Linked DNA regions of Mus musculus: regions 1 and 3 are each linked to region 2. The links are chromatin contacts, called in public ChIA-PET and HiChIP or PLAC-seq maps. All regions are on one chromosome and are shown on one strand. Each heading gives the region's core, a stretch centred on a gene start, on an enhancer-like site or on the middle of the called end of the contact. The rest is flanking DNA. Distances are from core to core; before and after follow the strand shown. Region 1 holds the start of Fstl3 (follistatin-like 3). Region 2 holds the start of Dot1l (DOT1-like, histone H3 methyltransferase (S. cerevisiae)). Region 3 holds the start of Cnn2 (calponin 2).

Region 1 (4,670 bases), core at 895-3,394, 980 kb after region 2:
GGAGGGGAGTGTGGCAATGGGCTCTGGACCACACAGCCAGGCTGATGGGAGATTAATCCTACCCCTGAGGCCAATGCAGGCTCCTTCCCTATCCTCCTATCCCTGAGGGTCTGCAGCCCTGCCCAGCTTCCTCCTGGATGAGCTGCCTGATGTTGCTCCTACCTCTAGAGACTAACCCTAGACCCAGTGCACTCTTCCATATGGGCTTCACTCAACAAACTCCTAATCATCACCCCGACCCTAGATCTTATGCCTGCTTCCTCCAAATCCTTCCCATCACTTTCTACTGGTTCAGCCCCAAGCACAGAGAGGCCAGGGGTGCCCTCTGTCACCTGGACTGTTATTCATTCACCTCAGCAGGGACGCGGGTGGCGGGCGTGCTCAGAATAAAGCACAGGCAGATACTCCAGGCATATTAGCTATGTAAAATGTGTGGTGCTCAGGGTCCCATGAGGGTAGCAGTACGGACGGACATAGCCTGAATGCCTGGTCAGGATTTAAGGCTAAGTTCCTCCCCACCAGGTGAGGTAGGATGCAGGTTAGGGGCTTTACATGATGAAACCAGGGGGCTTCTCAAAGCCTCCGCAAGTCGTGGGCCCCAGGGTCCCCTCCCCAGTTCCCCATTCACTCTGGGTCTTGTCTGCCATCAGGAGCCCCCCACGGCTTCACCTTTGCAGGGGAGGCAGTGGACGAGGCCCAGGAACCCTAGCAGGCTGATTTTATTGCCTGGGTGGGTGAAGTTGGACCAGGCGGTGTTGATGTTGCCGGAAGCACAGCACTCCTCCCGGCTGACACGAGTCTTCAGCACCAGACTGCAGGTGGCCTCTCTGCCCTGCTGGAGCCAGCACACGCCACCTATTTGGAAGGAGGAGGAGGAATGGGGAAGCTCCAGACCCCATCTCTACCTAAGAATTATCCCTATACATGATCTTTGTGGAACAAACTCCCAACTAACCCCCAACACCTCAGATCTAATTCCCCCAGCCAATTCAGAGATGTCCATAGCTATCCTAAATGCCCTGTACAGGAAGAAAGGGCAGAAAGCCACAGCTGTGGCTCGAGCTCTTCTGTGGAGGGAACCCTTCTCCTCTGAGCCGCACCCGAGTGCTCCACCACCAACTCCCGCCTGGCCTCCAGGCCTGAGAACTGGCACCCTGCCCAGCCCCTTCAAATGCCAGGCGCTCGGCATGTGAGGGTCTGTGGGCCTGCACTGGCTTCCCGCCTCTGCCCTCTGTCTAGACAGTGCCCAGGACAGCCGAGCCCCCGGCTTGCAGCCCCCCCTCGCCTGACCCGCCTCTTACTCACTCCAACTGGGGAACATTCCCTCTGCGTGAGCTCACTCCCCTGGGACAGGGACGGGGGACGCGGCCCTAGGGGAGGGGGCTTGGCTCCCTTGGAGGGCAGCAGCCTTGCAGGGCTGGTAGGGGCTAGAACACAGAACCTTTGGCTTTCTTCACCCTTAAGTGAAGACAGCCGCACACCTCCCCCCCCCCCCCCGCCCCCATCAGAACTCATTCTTGCTCAAGAGACACTGCCGAACGCCTTCCATGAACTGGGCCCCAGCACCTCTGCAAAGGCTTTACAAAAAGGGAGACTGAGGCTGGAGCTCTCCTGGCCAGATGCAGGTATACCATTCTACCTGAGGCATCTCATCCAGAGACTCCTGAAACCCTCTGCCTAAGTGGCATTAGCAGGGCCAGCCACCCAGAGATGTCTCTCTAGGGCCTACAGAGCCACCTACCACGTCACTTAAAAGGTTCATGACCCTGGGCCTCAGTTTACCTATCCTGAAAACGGGGAGGAAAAAGTACCCACAAGTTTCGGCTGTTCTGTGGACTCATGGGAAAGCATGTAAACAGTAAGAGCTCAATAAATAAATGTCAGTCCTCTTTTGAGGCTGGAGGCGTGGAGTCCCGCATTCGCCCACCCAGCCAGAGCACACCCCAGACATCCCCCTGCCGCATTCCTCAGGCCACGTGGGTGGCCCGCTCGCCCGCCCCTTCCGCCCAGCCCCACTCACCGGGCACAGAATCCTCGGAGCCCATCACGGCGCCCACGGATCCCACTGTCCAGACCAGGGCTCCCCAAAGCAGCGGCCACAGTGCCCCAGAACGCATGGCGAGTGTTGGGCAGCAGCGGGGACTCAGCGAGTGCAGACGCCTCGGCCTATAAAAGCCCAGGGCGGGCGGGGCCGGCGGCGGGCGGGGCGGGGCGCAGCGGGACGGACGTGTCCCCGAGGCGCAGGGCCCGGGCCTGCGCGGGGGTGGCCACCGGGGGCAGGCCGTGTCCCATCTGGGAACCAGACAGTTGTCTAGGAAGAACAGTCCACAATGGGGTCAGGTCACAAAGTGTGGCCCGGAGGGCATGTCCTGGGAGGTGGACACCTCCAGGTGTCCAGTGTTCCTTTGGGGATCTCTGGGGTGCAGGTGAGAAGCCCCACCTGGGCTAAGCGGGTATTGAGGTTACCATCTGGTCTCTTTAGCCTCTTGCCTAACCTTCACCATGACAGTACCCACGGTTGCAAAGGGTGTCCCCATGCTGTTCCAAACTATTTAAAGACTCATACCTACCATTCTAGCCTTTGGAGGCTGAAGCAGGAGGATTGCTGTGAGTTTGAGGCCAGCTAGGGCTTCAGAGTGCATCAAACTAAAGTTGAGGTTGTCTGTAGCTAGCTCCGTGGGAGCTAGAGTGCTCCCCCAGCTCACACAGGCCCTGGAGTCCACCGGCACAAAAGGGATGGTGCACACCTGCCATTCCAGCTCTCAGGAGGTAACGGCTGGTGGATCAAGAGTTCAAGGACATTCTCAGCTACACAGGGAATTCAAGGCTAGCCTGGGCTACCTGAGACCCTGACTCAAAAAGGGAAAACGAAGCCAAACCCAGAGTTTAGAGGATGGCTCAGGGGTTAAGACTGATTGCTTCAGAGACAGGAAGACCTGAGTTCAAATCTCCAGCATCCATGTAAAAAGCCAATGTGGGGCAAGGACGCCTGTAATCCCAGGTATGTGGGGGTGGAGACAGGAGGATTGCTGGGGCTTGCTGGTCACCATACCTGCAACTTCAGTGAGAGACTCTTGTCTCAAAGGAATAAGGCCAGATGTGAGAGAGGGGACACCTGATGTCTTCTGGCCTCTGTGAATGGATATGTGCACATAGGAAAAAAAAATCATCCGGCAGGAGTTGTACCCCAGAATCCCAGCACTTATGGGGGCCACAAATTCAAGTTCAATCTGGTTTACAAAGAGAGCACAGGCCAGAAAGACTCTATCTAAGAAACAGGATGGGAGCTGGAGAGATGGCTCACTTAAAGAGCACTGACTGGTGTTCTAGAGGTCCTGAGTTCAATTCACACATGGTGGCTCACAACCATCTGTAATGTCCTCTTCTGGTGTGTCTGAAAACAGCAGCATTGTACTCACATACATAAAATAAATAATCTTTAAAAAAAAAAAGAAGAAGAAATACTAATTCCAGCACTCGGGAGGCAGAGGCAGGCGAATTTCTGAGTTCAAGTCCAGCCTGGTCTACAGAGTGAGTTCCAGGACAGCCAGGGCTATACAGAGAAACCCTGTCTCAAAAAAAAAAAATACTTTGAAGAAACAGGATAGGATAGCTCAGTGGTCTGGCTTGGTGGACTACACCTCTACTCCCAGATCTTGGGAGGCAGAGGCAAGCTCTGTGGGTTCAAGGCCATCCAGAGTTATACGGTGAGGCCCTGCCTCAAAATAACCATCAAAACAAAAAGATGTCTTGGAGGGTAAAGGCATTTGCAGCCAAGCCTAACAACTTGAGTTTGATACTCATGTGGTAGGTAGGAGACCTGACTCCTGCAGGTTGTCCCCTCTAACCCCACAGCTAGCTGTGACACATGCAGACTTGAAAGACTTTTTCTTTTCTTCCTTTCTGCTAGGAGACCCACCTTCTGACATCATAGATAGACCTTAGGTACCATGGGACTTCCATGTCTGAGGCAGCATATCCCACAGCCCATGAGGGTAACACTGGCACGCGTCTGGCTGGGGACTTGTCTCTTAGACCCAGAACCTCCTATGCAGGTCTCCAAAGTAGCTAGGTCACCATGCCTTCATCACCCTTAGGTCTATGGGTTCTCTCATGGATTTGAGATATTTAGTTGACAAATCACAGGGTTGGGAAATCCCAGTGACCAAGGCTGACCTATTCCTGTCCTCACACAGCTCATGATTTAGACAACAATATATAAAGGCCTGGAGAGGTGGCTCAGGAGTTAAGAGTAGTTTCTGCTCTTCCAGATAGCTGGGGTTCAGTTCCTAGCACCCATGGAACTGTCTATAACTCCAGTTGCAGGGAATCTGCCGCCCTCTTCTGGCCTCCTCAGGTACTGCATACACATGGTGCGCAGATATGCACCCACACATATAAAATAAGTCTATTTTAAAAACACACAGATAAATTAATTTATAACTGGAAAATATGAGTGATGGTGCACTGGGTTTTCTGAGATCACCCTCCCCCCATCCTTCTATCCACTCCAGACCCCTTCAGGTGACATCTTCCCTGTCTTGGCACCACACAGTGGAGACCCAGCAGATCTACAGTCTGCAGAAACCATTTTTTCCCCTCACTATCCAGTGCCAGTGAGGGAGGATACTGACCTGGCCCTGGTCCCTGGCAGTCCCCCAAGGATGCTC
Region 2 (4,994 bases), core at 1,762-4,261:
AGGGACCTGAAACAAGAGTCTGATGCGCCCCAATATGTGGGACAGGCTGGCATGGAACTCACTATATAGTCAAAGCTGGTCTTGAACTCCTGATCCCTCTGCCGCCACTTCCTGGGAGCTAGCATGGCAGGTCTGACACTGGTGTGTGCCAGGTTCTGGCTTCCTAAGAAGCAGAACTCTCCATGGAACATGGTACTAGAATAGGGCACTGTGGAGCTGCTGCTCTGCTCAGGCTTTGAGAGAGCTAACCACCCCTACCCTGCCACCTGCTGGCTCCTGGATGGAGAGCAATGTGACAGCCACAGCTGGAAAGTGCCTGCAGATGTCAGGAGCAGGGCTGGGCCAGCAGAGCCAACCTTGCCAAATGAGATCTGGGCCAGCAAGGGAAAGGCACTGGGCGGTCATTCCCAGCCACCCGCCACTGGAAAGCCAGTTCCCGCCAGGCTCAACTGAAGGCCTGATTCACATGAAAGGGTCAGCGTCACTGGGTGAACTTTCAGCCTTCATCACCAGGGGACAGGGCAGAGGCAAACTAGAAGCACCATTCAAATGGGCACCAACAAGGTTGTGGTAGTTTTTTTTAACCCTTCAAACTCATATATGACAACTTTGAGGATACAGCCTGGTGACTGTCTACTCAGTACAGACCAAGCAGCCCATTTCTTGGTCTCCTCAGTGACAGCTTCAGCTTGAACAAGGCTACTGCAGGTGTCTGGAGTTCTAAACTCCCCGCATCCCCAACACACACACACACACACCACAGGGGTACAAGCCCATCATCCCAACCAGCACTTGGGGCAGAAGCTGGATATCACTGCAAGTTCAAGGCCAGCCTGAGCTACAGAATGAGTTCCAGGTCAGCCACTATATAACAAGACCAAAGAAACAATAGAAAAAGAAAACACTAGGCCAGCACAGGCATCCTATGACTGGCAGAATCATCACCAAACTTGGCTCACTGCCCAAAGGATGCTGCCCAGCTAAAAGAAAAACTAGGGGCAGCCTCAAACCCTCAGACAGCGTGGGTGGGCAAGTCTCAGACACATTCTCCCGGGTGAACACTGCAGAGTTGCTGATCATTCCCTGGACTTTCTAGAAAAAGCTGCTAGCAGAGAACACAATGTGACAGCCAAGGAAGTGGGAGGCAAATGACAGAAGGACAGTGGAGGGGAGGCTGAGGTGGCTGAAGTAGGCTGCACCTCGACTGTGACCACAACTCACAGAACTGCCCTGCGAAGGGTGGCTAGTCAGAACAGCCAACTCTGAGAGGGAACGTACTAAAGAGTGTGCTCTTCCAGACAGCCTCACCAGACAACCTCCCGGACTTCCCAACCTCTCAGACTCCACCAACACCAGGGGACAACTTTTCCCATTTCCCACAGTCCTTCCAGTCGTGGTAAGAAGAGGGACAAGCCTCCCCAATTTCTCAGACTCTTTGTAGGCAGACCACCAACCAGGAACCCACACTATAGACCAGGTTGGTCAGGACTCCTCCTGCCTCTGCCAAGTGCCAGGATTAAAAGTGTGTGCCACCATGACCAGCATACACACAAACAGATATTTCAAAATTCCTATTACATTTGTGAGTGGCTGTGTCTGTGCACACAGTGAGGTCAGAGAACTTGTGGAAGTTGGTACTCTCCCTTCTGCCCATGTCCCAAACATGGAACTCAGATTATAAGACTGTTGCTGAGCCATCTTGCTGACCTCAGGAGAGTTGAGTGGACACTTGTGGGAATGTTCAAGGACACACAGGGCTGCCTAATTCGAAGAGGCAGAGGACAGGTGCAAGGGCATCCCAGGACACACATGTTCCCTGGGACCCCAGTGAGGATGTGAACTCAGCAGCACCAGGGAACCCCACTGCTGTATCTTCTACTCAAAGCATACAAAGGGCCACAAGGGGACAGTACACTGACCTCCGCAGGCCCTCCTGGACTTCAGAACCCACTTGCCTCTGGCACTTCCACTTTAAGGGATAACACCTCCAGCTTTGCAGAGTCGCACCAGCTCTACCCACCAGCATGAGAGGACAACCTCCAGACTCCCTAAGTCCCCTCTAGCCATGCCACCAACATTAAGAAACAACTGCTCCAGCATTCCAATGTACCTCCAGGCCAATCCACCAACGTCAAACGACACATGAGGTACAAATTGAGATGACAACCTCTCTAACTTCTCAGGTTCTTTCAGCCGGGCACCCTGACATGAAGAAACAACTATTCGGAGCCCTCCTACCACTCCACGAACGTGGGGGGACAACCCAAACCCAAGGGCCAACCTCCCCCTGACTTCCTAGGGTTCTTTTTAGCACCTGCCCATGAACATCAAAAGGTGACAACGAGAAAGGGCATAGAGGACAATAGGAGAAGGCATCAGGATAAGAAACAGATGACTGGAAGAGGGCACGTGAGGTGACAATTTGAGGTGACAACATGAGGGGTCGCCACGAAAGGCAAGGAATCCCCGACTTCTCAGTCTCTACACCCCTGCCCACAAGGTCGGTCCAGACTCAGGTCCTCAAAGGCTGGAGACGCGGGGCTCCGGGCCGGCGGCGGCGACAACGCGACCGGCCGCGTCAGGGCAACGGCAGGCGCGGGCCGAGAACGGCCAAGGACCCGCCGCCGCCGCCGCTGCCGCCGCGGAGCCCCACGACTCCTACCCCCGCGTTCTCCGCAAGTACACTCACGTAGACCGGCAGCGGCCACGGGTAGACGGCGGGCTCGGCGCCCACAGGCGACTTGAGCCTCAGCTCCAGCTTCTCGCCCATGTCGGCGCGCGCGGCCGCCGCACCATGCTAGGCGGGCGGTTGGGGGAGGGGCGGGGCCACCGGCGGGAAGCCGGGCGGGCGGACACGGGCGGACGCGGGGCGGACGGCTGAGGACAGACGGCCCGGCCTGTGCCTCGGCCGCCGCTCCCGTGTGGCCCCAGCTCCCCTCTTTGTAGGAGTCACAGAGCCGGGGCGTCTAGAGCCGCCGCCATCTTGGGCCGGCGTGAGGAGAAGGCACAATGAGCCGGGGGGTCGGGCGGAACCACTCGGCGAGCGCGCGCGGGGGAGGCCGGGAGCCAAGAGGCGGTGCGCGCCCAGAGCCTCCGCCCGCCGCGCCGCGCGCGCCACCCCTCGCACGCCACGCCCCCTTGGACTCGCCCTCCTCCGACCGACGCACGCACTTACGCACGCAGCGGCGCACGCACGTCCTCGGTTGCCCTCCGACGTCGCCGCCAGCCGGAAGCGGGGACCCGGGGAAACCCTGCGGAGGAAAGCGAGAGAGACCAGGCGGGGTCAAGTTCAAATCCCAGTTGCACAGGCTTGCTTCGCGTCCCTTCGCTTTGCTTTGCTTTTTTCTTTTCTTTCCATTTCCTGTTCTTTTTCTTTCTCTTCCCTTCCCGTCAATTTTCTTTTTCTGTTTTTCTGGCTTTTTCTTTCTTTCTTTTTTTTTTCATTTTTCAATTTTTCCCCTTCTTTAGCTTTTCTATTTTTTCACTTTTCTAGCCTATCTGCTTATTGTTTATTTACATGCTTTTTTTTTTTTTTTTTTTTTTGAGACAGGGTGTCCCTGGCTGTCCAGGAACTCATTCTGTTGACCAGTCTGACCTCGAATTTACCAAAATCCACCTGCCTCTGCCTCCTGAGAGCTGGGATTAAAGATGTGAGCAATAAGTTAATTAATAAATCATCAGTCAAATTGGACCCTATAGGTCGGAGGCTCTCAATTAAGAGTTCAAAGCAATGTTATTCTCTGACCTGCCCAGAACTTTACAGAGTCAGGAGCCAAACTTATTTCCTTCTTAGGCCATTCCAATCCTTCTAATACTTAAGTTCCCTCCCCCCAAAACCTTCTGAGAATAAGTTACCTTGAGGTGAGCTGTCACCAGCTCACCAGCCGCTTCTGGATAGCTGCTTCTTCTTCCTGACTACATGGGAGTGAATGTAATCTAGGGGAGATGGCTCCCACCCCTCATCCTAGCGCTTGCCAGCCCCCAAAAGAAGGATCCGGAGCTAGAAGCCATGCTGAGCTACCAAGTAAATTCCGGGCCAGCCTGGGCAACTCAGTGAGCCCTCGTTCCAAAACTAAATGACGTGGTAAAAGACTCTGTAGCTTGGTGTCTCAGTCAGGGCTTCTATTCCTGCACAAACATCAGGACCAAGAAGCAAGTTGGGGAGGAAAGGGTTTATTCACCTTACACTTCCACATTGCTGTTAATCACCAAAGGATGTCAGGACTGGAACTCAGGCAGGTCAGGAAGCAGGAGCTGATGCAGAGGCCATGGAGGGATGTTCTTTACTGGCTTGCTTCCCCTGGCTTGCTCAGCTTGCGCTCTCTCTCTCTCTCTCTCTCTCTCTCTCTTAAATACATTTTTTTCCCAAGACAGGGTTTCTCTGTGTAGCCCTGGCTGCAGCTTGCTCTCTTATAGAACCCAAGACTACCAGCCCAGGGATGGCACCACTCACAAGGGGACCTCCCCCCTTGATCACTAATTAAGAAAATGCCTTACATGGGCTGGTGAGATGGCTCAGTGGGTAAGAGCACCTTACTGCTCTTCCAAAGGTCCGAAGTTCAAATCCCAGCAACCACATGGTGGCTCACAACCATCCATAATGAGATCTGACTCCCTCTTCTGGGGTGTCTGAAGACAGCTACAGTGTACTTACATATAATAAAAATAAATTAAAAAAAAAAAAGAAAAAAGAAAATGCCTTACAGCTGGATCTCATGGAGGCATTTCCCCAGCTGAAGCTCCTTTCTCTGTCAAGTTGACACAAAACTAGCCAGTACACTTGGTATGATGTAAGCAGGTCAAGAAACTGAACTTGCCAGGTAACTCATGGGTTACACAGGGCTCTTGGGACACAGGCAGAGGCAGGTGGATAGCCTGGGCCTGAGCCGAGATTATCCTTCCTTGCAGAAGTCTGCATTGGCTCTTCCTAGATTGCTCTATTGTTTTTATTTGTTGGCTTCTATGTTTTTTTGTTTGTTTGTTTTTTGGTTTGG
Region 3 (4,390 bases), core at 570-3,069, 770 kb after region 2:
CTGCCTGCCTCTGCCTCCCGAGTGCTGGGATTAAAGGCGTGCGCCACCATGCCCGGCAGTTTCCTATATGGACTGGTTTGTGTAAGAGTTCGCTGTCAGGCGCTCCCTCTCCCCTTCCTGTCTTTTAAAATCCTTCGAAGTGGGATTAGCTGGGTGCAGGGGCAGTCGGGGCAGCTGTTCCCACAGGAAAAAGCAAGGACAGCCCAGAGGGGAACAGGGGTCGGCCAGGGACGCCAAGCATGCCTGGTCCAGCTGTGCCACGTCCCTAGCCACTCTGAGGACCAAGGAGGAGGGCAGGGGCTCAGTCCCGCCCGCTGCGGCCACCTCCCTCCCCACTGCCCTTCAGCGCATTCCTGCCCGCAGGCCACAAACTACCAGGAATGCGGTGGCCTCCCGGGTCTAAATCAAGACCAGCTGTTCCCCAGTGGCCAGGCTCCTCAACTGGACCGAACAAAGTCCCACGGGATATGGGCCAGCTAGGGGGGTAAACTGAGGCACATAGGTCAGGCAGAAAAGTCTCCGGATCCCCCCTCCCAGTGGACGATGCAACCCTTCTGTGACCCCTGCAGGCTACTGGGGGGGGGGGGTCCACTTCCCAGCTCCACAGTTGGAGGGGATCTGAGAGCTCATCCCCTGAGCAAGTGCTGACCTGTCCCTGGCCCCACCCAGCTCCTAAAACTCTATCCTTAGGGCTGTCCTGACTCTTTCTTTCACTTTCTCTGTTCCAGGGAGATGTCCAGTCTGTCCAGGAAGAATTGGGCAGGGTCGTCAGAATGCTGTGTGTCTCTGGGGAGCTAGAGCAACCTCTCTGAGCCCAGGGTGGGAAGTGAAATAGCAACTTGTCTCTAGCAGGCTGAGGATAGCACATGGGTGGCATGAGGTAGGTATGCCTCTCGTGTCACTTGTAGGGACCTGGCAGGTGCCAGTCGGAGGTGGGTCCGACTGGTAGCTTCAGCGTGCCTAGGCAGGTTGCTTGGCTTTAGCTGACTGTGAAACTTGCATTCCCAGGTGCCAGGTGTGTGCGTGTGGTTGGCGGATCTATCTAGAAGGTTTCAGGATGTCAGGCCTGAGCCCCCTAAGTCTGGGATCAGTGTCTCCCTCATCAGCTCAGGACACCTTGCTGTATGGCTCCCCAGATGTCCCTCCGAAACTGGTGACTTCAGTGTTCTCCTGCATTTGCGGTTCCTCTCAGTGAGCCCTTTCCCAGGTGTGTGTGGGAGTCCTGGAACGGACCACACCCTGTTAAGAAGGCCACCGGCCCCGCCCCCTTCCCTGTCCCCAACTTAAGTGGCTTAGATGAAACGGAAGTTTCGACAGGTAATGAAGATGGGGCCTCAGGGGGCACTCTCAGACGCCCGGATCGCTCGTGTGCTCGCTTTCTCTCTCCCGGACCTTAACTTTCTTACATCCTGCAAGGGGCACAGAGTGCAGGAAGCCCGGGGCGCCGGGGACTGAGAGGTCCAGGGGCGGGGCTGGAGGTGACATTCAGGATGCGGATAAAATGGGTCCCCAGCCTCCCAGACGCCACAGCTTCCCACAGCACCCCAGACCCTCCGGATATCAGGGTAAAGCAAAGCCCAGCTGTCCCGGCTCATGCATCGGTCGCGCGTTCGAGGCTGGCGAGCCCCGCTCCCATTGGTCGTGCGTTCGAGGCTGGCAAGCCCCGCAACCCACTCACCCGGTTCTTGACCTCGGCCGAGAGCCCGTAGGACGGGCCCTTGTTGAACTGCGTGGAGCTCATGGCGCGGGACCCCGGAGCGGGACAGGAGGACCAGCGGGACCGGCAGAGGGTCGGGCTGCGGGCGGACGGCCCGGGACGGGGCTGAGCGCCGCCCCCGCCGCCGATTGGCTGGCAGAGCAAATGTCCTTATAAGGCGTGGAAGCGCCGAATTCCTGTGGCCGCGACTTCCTGAGCCCCCCTCGGCCGCCGGGACCCCCGCCCGCCGGAGCCACCCTAGCATCCCGGCCGATCAGGAGGGGCCCGCCGTCCCGTTTGTAGTTGCGGGAAACTGAGGCAGCGAAGGGCGTGGGCTTCCGACCTGGGCCAGAAGTCAGTTTACTCCTCCTGTATCATAGTGAGAGACAGAAAACTGTTCGGTGGGACCCTAAATCCTAAAATCTGGCTAGAAACCTTCTCTGCCACTACCGGCACTTACCAGAATCTTGCTCCCTCTCCAAACATCTCAGTGGGAAGGGGCAGGGGCGGCATAGACAGGATTCTCGAGGGGAGCTTCTCAGAGAAGGAGGCCTCGGGAGCTGGAGCACTGATGGATGAGTTTTTCAGTCCAAAGGGAAAAGGCTTTCTGCTAGAACACCAAGTGCAAAATATGGAGGGTGGGAGAAGGCGATCGGTTGGAGGTCGGGGTGGGGCTCCCAGAAGGGCTGAGGGTTGCTGGCTGACTGTGTGAGGGTGGAGTGGCTGAGGATGATATCCTTTCAGTAAGTGCCTGAGCTCAACCTGAGTCTGTAGATGGATCAAGTTGATTCCTGAGGGGCTGGTCCTGCCCCACGGAACACAGGCAGACAGATGCTGGGAGTCTCAGGGCTTGACAGAGAGGCCTTGGCCATAGGACGGAAGCATAGTTTTTTCGAGACAGGATTTCTCTGGAACTCACTCTGTAGATCAGGCTGGCCTCGAACTCAGAAATTCACCTGCCTCTGCCTCCCAAGTGCTGGGATTAAAGGCGTGCGCCACCACGCCCAGTGGTTGGATACTTCTAAAGGGTGGCTTTCTTCCCACCTCTCTGGGTTTCTGTGATTTAGACAAATCCTTCCTCTCTGGGCTCTGCTGGAGTTTTTGAATTTGTACAGTGGAGCACCGGACTCCAGATGGTCCCAAACTGTGGACAACACAGGTTCCTGTGACCAGGCAGGAAGCCCCAGGTGTCGGGACACTGAAGACCTTTTTGGAATAGTTAAAGAAAGCACTTGTCAAGAGCGGCCATGCTGTGTGGGGTGCACACAGGCTTAGCAGGGTATCAGGGCATCCAGGCCACTGTGCTGAGCACTGAGACAGCAACTGCAGGTGCCACAACCAGGTTCTCTGCAAGAGCAGCTATTTCCCCAGACCTGAGCCATCTCCCCAGCCCACCCTCCTCGCCTCCTTTCTTCTCCATCTGCAGCGCACCTGTATCCACATACACAGCCCTCACACACACCCCCAGTGTTCACAGCCTTCTGTGACTCCAGCTTCAGGGGACCCGACGCCCCCATCTGGCCGCTGTAGGCACTGCATGCGCGTCGTGCGCAGACAGGCACTCAAAAAAAAAAAAAATGAGTAGATGAGTCCAACTTCCCTCATTTTCTTAACAGGGGCTGAAATTTGAACAAAACACTGTGTATGCTGTGAAGTATAGCCACATCTCTGCTCCCGCCCAGCAGCAAGGCCAGCCACTCCCTCCTTCTGTCCCGCCCCTGAGCTCAGAAGAGCTTTCTGAGCTTTGAAGTGGTTGAGAAATAAGAACAAATAAGGAAAACTATTCCATGCCGAGAGGACTGTGTGCCACATTCAAACCCTGGCCCTGCTGCTTTGTGACTTACAATCCCAGAAACAAAACCCCAAACACCCCAGATCCCAAGATTCTGGATTTCTAGCAGCTTAGTGTATTAGAACTCTGTCCTGAGATCGAAAATGAATGGAATTTAACATTCCATGTAGCTGGGTGGTGGTGGCACGTCTTTAGTCCCACCCAGCACTCTTGAGGTTCTCTGTGAGTTCGACTCCAGTCTGCTCTACAGAGTGAGTTCCAGGACAGCCAGGGCTACACAGAGAAACCCTGTATTGAAAAACAAACAAAAATCCTCCTTCCCCATTTCACTGTGTGACACTAATTATCAGCTCTCTCTGAACTCCAGGCTCCTTGTCTGAAAATCAGATGAGTTAATATTTGCAAACTCCTCTTGGGGCGGCTGATATAGATGTCAAAAATCTTAAGAATTCTGGCCCTAGCTGCTGGAAGCTGGCTGGGCCCCAGGATGACTCTCCCTGCCAGGGTCACACCTTCCGGGGGACAGACCATCTCTGCAGTGCCTGGGATCTGGGTGGTAGTGCTTCTGCTGTGGGTGTGGTGACCATGCCCTTGAGATCACCACTCCGGAGGCAGAGAGAGGCAAGAGGATCACTGTGAATATAAGGCCAGGCTGCTCTACAGAGCAAGTTCCAGAACAGCCAAGGAAAGACCACAAACTCAAAAAGTAAATAAAGTAAAATCCCATCTCTCAGTCAAGCCTTGCTTGCTCTGGTCGTGAGCGATATGACTGACTGACGTGTTGGCCTGTGCTGGAGGGAACCCCATTGCTTCTCCACGAAGGTCAGGCTAGGTTTTTCTAAAGCTCGGGTCACCCAGGGACGTTTCCTATTTTCAAACAAGTGACAAGTGTATTCCATAAT

What was found. ChIA-PET counts read pairs in DNA pulled down with a chosen protein or histone mark. HiChIP or PLAC-seq counts read pairs in DNA pulled down with a chosen protein or histone mark.
Region 1: a contact with region 2 is called in a FOXA1 HiChIP or PLAC-seq map of pancreatic cancer cells. The contact joins the promoter of Fstl3 here to the promoter of Dot1l in region 2. A contact is called at or near these places in 2 of 39 promoter capture datasets (liver and pre-B cells) and 1 of 115 datasets of contacts at active chromatin or transcription factors (pancreatic cancer cells).
Region 3: a contact with region 2 is called in an RNA polymerase II ChIA-PET map of memory CD8 T cells, with 34 read pairs. The contact joins the promoter of Cnn2 here to the promoter of Dot1l in region 2. A contact is called at or near these places in 2 of 39 promoter capture datasets (liver and pre-B cells), 4 of 115 datasets of contacts at active chromatin or transcription factors (astrocytes, embryonic stem cells, memory CD8 T cells and 1 more) and 1 of 9 other capture datasets (pancreatic islet).

What each region holds. Positions count from the first base shown.
Region 1 is chr10:79,774,748-79,779,417 of GRCm38.p6, reverse strand. It overlaps Fstl3 (follistatin-like 3), which reads right to left and starts at 2,144. Exons shown (of 5, transcript NM_031380.2): 1 at 2,021-2,144; 2 at 670-855. The coding sequence starts at 2,117.
Region 2 is chr10:80,753,220-80,758,213 of GRCm38.p6, reverse strand. It overlaps Dot1l (DOT1-like, histone H3 methyltransferase (S. cerevisiae)), which reads right to left and starts at 3,011. Exons shown (of 28, transcript NM_199322.2): 1 at 2,690-3,011. The coding sequence starts at 2,770.
Region 3 is chr10:79,986,029-79,990,418 of GRCm38.p6, reverse strand. It overlaps Cnn2 (calponin 2), which reads right to left and starts at 1,819. Exons shown (of 7, transcript NM_007725.2): 1 at 1,679-1,819. The coding sequence starts at 1,741.